Regions from separate parts of the Mus musculus genome. Here region 1 is linked to region 2. The links are chromatin contacts, called in public HiChIP or PLAC-seq maps. All regions are on one chromosome and are shown on one strand. The core of a region is the stretch at or near the end of the contact, and the rest is flanking DNA. Distances in the headings are between cores, read along the strand shown.

The links. HiChIP or PLAC-seq counts read pairs in DNA pulled down with a chosen protein or histone mark.
Region 1: a contact with region 2 is called in an H3K4me3 HiChIP or PLAC-seq map of craniofacial prominence, with 2.7 times the contacts expected there. The contact joins the enhancer-like site here to the promoter of Gpr146 in region 2. A contact is called at or near these places in 3 of 39 promoter capture datasets (the C10 cell line, cranial neural crest and maxillary cranial neural crest), 17 of 484 Hi-C or Micro-C datasets (the C2C12 cell line, the G1E-ER4 cell line, LSK cells and 11 more) and 11 of 115 datasets of contacts at active chromatin or transcription factors (craniofacial prominence, embryonic basal ganglia, embryonic forebrain and 6 more).

What each region holds. Positions count from the first base shown.
Region 1 is chr5:139,685,601-139,688,461 of GRCm38.p6, forward strand. No RefSeq gene overlaps it. Among named protein-coding and RNA genes, the nearest start is that of Gm46926, 18 kb to the left of the region's middle. Within about 2 kb of position 1,576, at least 80 of the 459 cell types and tissues checked have an H3K27ac peak or open chromatin away from gene starts, as enhancers often do. A contact at or near this core is called in the N1E-115 cell line, craniofacial prominence and differentiating embryonic stem cells, where this site is marked.
Region 2 is chr5:139,379,056-139,381,893 of GRCm38.p6, forward strand. It overlaps Gpr146 (G protein-coupled receptor 146), which reads left to right and starts at 1,584. Exons shown (of 2, transcript NM_030258.5): 1 at 1,584-1,688. All of the region lies in intron 2 of 3110082I17Rik (RIKEN cDNA 3110082I17 gene), which reads right to left.

The DNA of each region.
Region 1 (2,861 bases), core at 326-2,825, 310 kb after region 2:
AAGTAGGATGGGACCAGTAGACAGGCCACCTATGGCAAGACCTGGATCAGAGGACAAAAGAAGGAATCAGTGGACTAGTTGTAGAGTTTCTACAAACTCCAGGGCCTCCCCTGGCCTCAGTTTCCCTCTCTGTACTTGAAGGGGGTAGCCTAGTAACTTTGTTTGGAGGGCACATTTTCCATCTATACCCTCAAGTTTATGTCCAAAGCCTTCTGCAAACACTAGGAGCCAGGAAATGCAGACCTTCCCCAGTCTGGGGTGCTAGCTTGTAATGGGGGTGTGGGGATCCTGGAGGCTGGTCATAACCAGAGTCCCTCTGCAGGCCTGCAGGTTCTGAGGCTAATGCAGCCAGGGTCACTGTGGAGGGACCCTGAGAGGGGACCCCCAGGGCTCATGTCACCACTTGCCCTCCCCCCATGAATAGCCACAGCCCCCAGACTGATAGCTGCTTACATCCAACCTGAAGGAAATAGACTTTTTAGTTTAGCCTCCGCCCTCATTTTTGAGACCAGGTATCACTATGTAGCCTTGGCTGGCCTGGAACTCAGTATGTAGACCAGGCTGGCCTTGAACTCAGAGAGATCCTTCTGCCTCTACCTCCTGAGTGCTGGAATTAAAGATGTCTGGCATCATATTCTGTAAGTAACTTTTTAAAAATTGAAGCCAGGTGTGGTGTTGCAGGCCTGCCTGTCATCCGGCATTTGGGATGCAAAGGCAGGGGCCCTGGGTTCCTTGCCCAGCATGGTTTAAACCAGGCATGGCGGTGCACACTAGAACCTCAGCATTTAGGAGGAGAGGGTGGCAGGATCAGGGGTTTAAGGTCATCATTGGCTCCATCACTAGTTTGAGGCCATTCTGGGCTGTATGAGGCCCTTTCTCAAAAAGGAAAAAAAGCAAATAAATAAATTGAAAATGAGGTCCTAGTCGCTGGATACCAGGGCTTACTACAGTTGCTGTGAATTGGCTAAATGGATATCTAACCCCTCCCTGAGCTACCCAGGTCTCTGTGGCAGCTAGGCCCTGGCACAGCCTTGAATGCCACCCTCCTCCCCAACCTCAGCCCCAGCCAACTTCCTCTCAGAGTAGATGCAGTCGGGCCTACCACGTGTCCTCCACCCCCAACTTGTAAAGTAACAACCTGTCACGCTACAACCTCTTTGCACCCAAACCACTCTCTGATCTGTGTAAACTGCGATTGATGCGGCGCCGCTTGATATTAATATCTTTTGTTTGTGTGTCTGGTTCCCAGAATCTAATTAAGGAACGTCGCTGCAGAGCCGGGTGCTCCAACAGTTCCCTGCACACACCCAGATGCTGCGTGCACACGCGGCTCTTTTCCCGGCCTGTGTCCCCTCTGCGCACTTAGGGTGCGCTCAGGCTGCACACTCTGCAAGCCCAGGCCAGTGCCTGTGGGCCTTGCAAGTCCAGGCTTCCTCAGAGTACGGGGAGGGATTTGTCCTGTGCTGTGGGCGGAGCAGTCCTGTACAATGGGTGGAGCGATACTATGCAGTGGGTGGGACAGTCCTGTAAAGGGCGGGGCAGTCCTGTGCTGTGGGAGGGTCCTCCCCTTTAGTAGGGTTGTGTGAAGCCTGCCTGTGAGGTAAGAAGGACTAGGCTGGACTCAGTGCAGGCAGATAGCGATACAGGGACAGAGCTTGCCATCTGTCCTGGGATGGGGAATGGGGGTGGGGAGGGGAAGCCAAGATAATCTCCCACCCCAAAGCACAGATAGAGACAATGAGGCTGAGAGATGCTTGCAGTTCTGGGTTCTTCCCTGGCCCTCCAGACACCATGCTGTACTCCTTAGGAAGCAATTACTTATTACCAAAGGGTCTAAGGAGGACGGGGATCCAGAATCCTTCTACCCGAGGCCACTAGCTGTCCAGGGGAGCCCCCACCACTTCTAGTCACAGAAGTGATGGCACTGTGCACCTCTTGAAGTCACCACTTGAGCCAGCGATCTCACAGCCCTGTGGGCCTCATCTGTGGCAAGCCAGCCAGTACCCTCCTGTCAGGCCTCCGAGCAAGCACACAGTTTTCTGCTGATGCCTCTGGAGCCCAGGACACCAGATCCCCAATGTGGTCCCAGATGAGGCATGGCAGGCCCAGGGCACAACAGCCTAAAGCAGGTCTTCAAGGTGGTTCAGCCAGGTGCCCTGGACCGTCATGCAGGCATCCCTGGGTGTGTGGCTTAGGTAAGCATGCCCCTTGCACTACTTCTGGGACACCCGCAGGGCCACCACCCCGTAGAAATCCGCGCTCTTAGAAACGCCGCAGCGCCACCTGCAGGCCGCACTCGGTGCTGCTCAACTGACTGGACTTGGGGGCTATTGCCCAAAACGTAAAGCCAACATGAGGCTTCTCAGTGTGTCATTTGACCATTTATTCGTTGATTCCATTTTACTGATCAGGAAACTGAGGCGAAAATAGGTAGCTTAAGATGACCTCAGTTGAAAGCAACCAAATGAGCTCACCCTGCCACCCAGCAGCAATCCGACCTGTCACCCACCGGTTAAATAATATTCCAAGTCGGGGCACTTAGGGGAGGGCTGTAAGAATCTTCAGTCGGGAGTCAATGAATGCGGTGGATGGTCCCAGCTTGTGGTTTCAACTTTTCTGCGTGGCATTCTAGAAGTTCTAGATACATGTGCCTCAGTTTCCCCACCCATGCTGTGTATGGGATAGAAGCTACAATGTCTATGTCCCATGTTCTTCCCACACCCTGGATGTGTTAGCAGAAGTCTTTACAGGGCAGGCTGTGGCAGGGCTGGGTCTGAGGTGGCCCTGTCCCTCATGGGATCCCACAGCACCTATGGCTGTCACTGGCAGGAAGTTTAATGCTCCCATCTAACGCCGACCAC
Region 2 (2,838 bases), core at 334-2,833:
GCAGCTGATCTTATCAACTGCCACTCCAGAACAGCCAGGAAGACCTGCCAAGTCCCAAGAATGTGGCCCGGGAAGGGAAGTTCCGGGCGTTTCCATGGCGCTTGGCCTCGGCAGGGCACTGGGCTGCTGTGTGAGCTGAGACTCGTGACCACTGAGTACACGGCCCGAGCAGGGGCCATGCCTGACCCTTAGGAGCCCTCCCTGCAGCACGAGGGAGGCCAGCTCTGTGGGATTTTTCAAATATCAACCTCAGAGCACGAGGTCAGACAGCAATTCACACACCCTACCATGTCCAAGATGTCTAGCTCGGGGACATGCCTGCTCAATGGGAGGACCGCCCGCAGCCGAGTCGGCGGCTGGGCCCTCTTACTCTGAACATCTGTGCTGTGCTTCGGGTGGTGCAGAGCAGGCAGCCAGTGGGGCCTTGCACTAGGAGGGTGCTCGGTTCACCAGCAGCACTCCCCAGTTGTGAGTGAAACCTCACAGGAACCCTCTGGAAGGCCCAGGAACCCTGACACTTCAGAGTCTCACCAGGAATCCTGAGGGTCAATTATTTATGGTTTACTTTCATTTTAGATTATGTGCCTATGGAGCCCAGAGGTCCACCTTGGCCATCATTCCTCAGGTGCTGTCCACCTTGTTTTTTATAAGACAGGGTTGGCTTTTTGGGGGTGGGGGTGGTTGGTGGCCTGAAATGTGAAAGTTAGATAGGCTGGCCCAAAGGGCCCCAGCGCCTGCCACCTCCCTAGCACTACAAGCACATGCTACCACACTCAACCTTTCTGACATGGGTTCTGAGGGATCAAACATAGGTCCTCCTGCTTGCAATTGGGCCAACAACTCCAGGACCCTCCCCCCACTTTTGACAGTCTTACTTTGCAACCCCAGTTGGCCCAGAATTTGCTATGTAAGCTACAACAGCCTTGGATTTATGGCAGTCCTTGCTCTGCCTCTTGAGTGCTGAGATTATAGATGGGCACCATCATGCCCAGTTAGGCTATCTGTGTGTGTGTGTGTATTTTGTTGTTGTTACTCTTTGTTTTTTAAGATCTCATGTATCCCAGGATACCCTTCAGGTGACTATGTAGCCAGGGACAGCCTTGAACTTCTGATCCTCCCTGCTCTATCTCCTGAGTGTTGGGACTACATGTATGCACGCACCACTACCCCTGGCTTATGTGGTGTTGAGGACTAAACGCCGGGCTTCCTGACTGTTAGGCAAATACTCTAAATGGCACCATTCCCACTTTCATGTTGGACAGCAGCTACACAGTGGGTCGGAGCTGTTTTCTCCGGACAGCTCCACTTAGACGCCTCTAGGACCGGGGAAGCACAGGTCGGGGAAATTACAAACTTTAATGGGGGCAGGTGCGCCGCCCTCCAGCATTAAGGCGGCCGGCCGTGGCTGGCCAAGGGGATTGTCCGTTCGGACTGGGGGCGGAGCCTGCGGGAACTAAGCACCGGTTCCAAGAAAAGGGCGGAGCCACCGAGCTGTGGGTCGGGAGAGAGGGCAGGGCCTGACGGCGTTGCTCGGCGGGCGGGGGCGGGACCACGCGAGCAGCCCCCGGGGGCGGGACGGGGTCACGTGTGTACACAGCCCCCACGGCGTGCGCGCCGTGAGCTCCGCTGCCTCCTGCAAGCCCAGCTGCCCGCCCGCGGCCGGTGCGCGGGCCGCCGCCCAGCGAGCGGTGAGTGGGGCCCGGGGAGGGGAGCCCCTAATGCTCTGTTCCAGGCGGGAGGAGACCGCGCCAGGCTGCGCTGGGTGGACGCCAGGGACAGGGAGTGTGGTCCTGAACCCGCGGCGGGCGGTGGGTTTGCTGCCCGAGGAGGCGGACGGGCTCTCCTAGGACGCTACGGTTACCATCTTCGTCCCTTCTGTTGGTTAAGAGCGTCAGGACATTTGGAACCCGTGCGTAGAGATAGCGGAACTTGCGCCATCGGCCCTGAACATTCATCGGGCACGGGAGGCAGTACCAGCAACTAGAACCCCAAGTGAAGGGATACAGTTTCTTCGGTCCTCAGGCTTGCTGACTAGGACTAACTTAGTACCCGCTGTCCAGAACAGCACCTGCCAATTTAGCGCGCCCCGGTCTGTGATTATGTTCTTGCGAGCTGCATTCCTATTCTCGTCCTGATCCAGCAACCTGACATCTATGTCCACCTCCATGTATCAGAGGCACTGATAACCTGGGGTTAAGCTAGCTTGAAAGAACTATAAGTTAATCCTATTGAAACGCCTCTGGACGTGTCCTGAGGCCACTCCACCCATAGGGGACCAGGCACTATCTCTGTGAGTGCAAGGAAACACTATTAATAATTACACTAAGGGTACAGTCACATTATCCTAACCTGCCATGTAAGTCTTTGAAGAACAACCACAAGGTCCAGATTTCCAAACTAGAACCTCTGGTTGCTCCCAGGGTACAGTGTATCAGTGTCCCCGTGACTCTTTTTTTTTTTTTTTTTTTTTTTGGTTTTTCGAGACAGGGTTTCTCTGTGTAGCCCTGTCCTGGAACTCACTTTGTAGACCAGGCTGGCCTCGAACTCAGAAATCCGCCTGCCTCTGCCTCCTGAGTGCTGGGATTAAAGGCGTGCGCCACCACGCCCGGCTCCCCGTGACTCTTGAATGGGCTCATGAAGAAAGCTGCGACACATCCAGCTAAACCTAATGTGGGGATGCATGGGGATTTAGGTCAGAATGTGTAGGCTGAGTAGTTGGGAGGGGATGCCTGTGTGGTTCACAGACTGGAGGAGACTCTTGCAGCTCCCTGGGCATTCTCTCCTTCCTTACCCCACAATGTCCTAGCATAATCCCCTCCTTTAATGACCCAAACATAC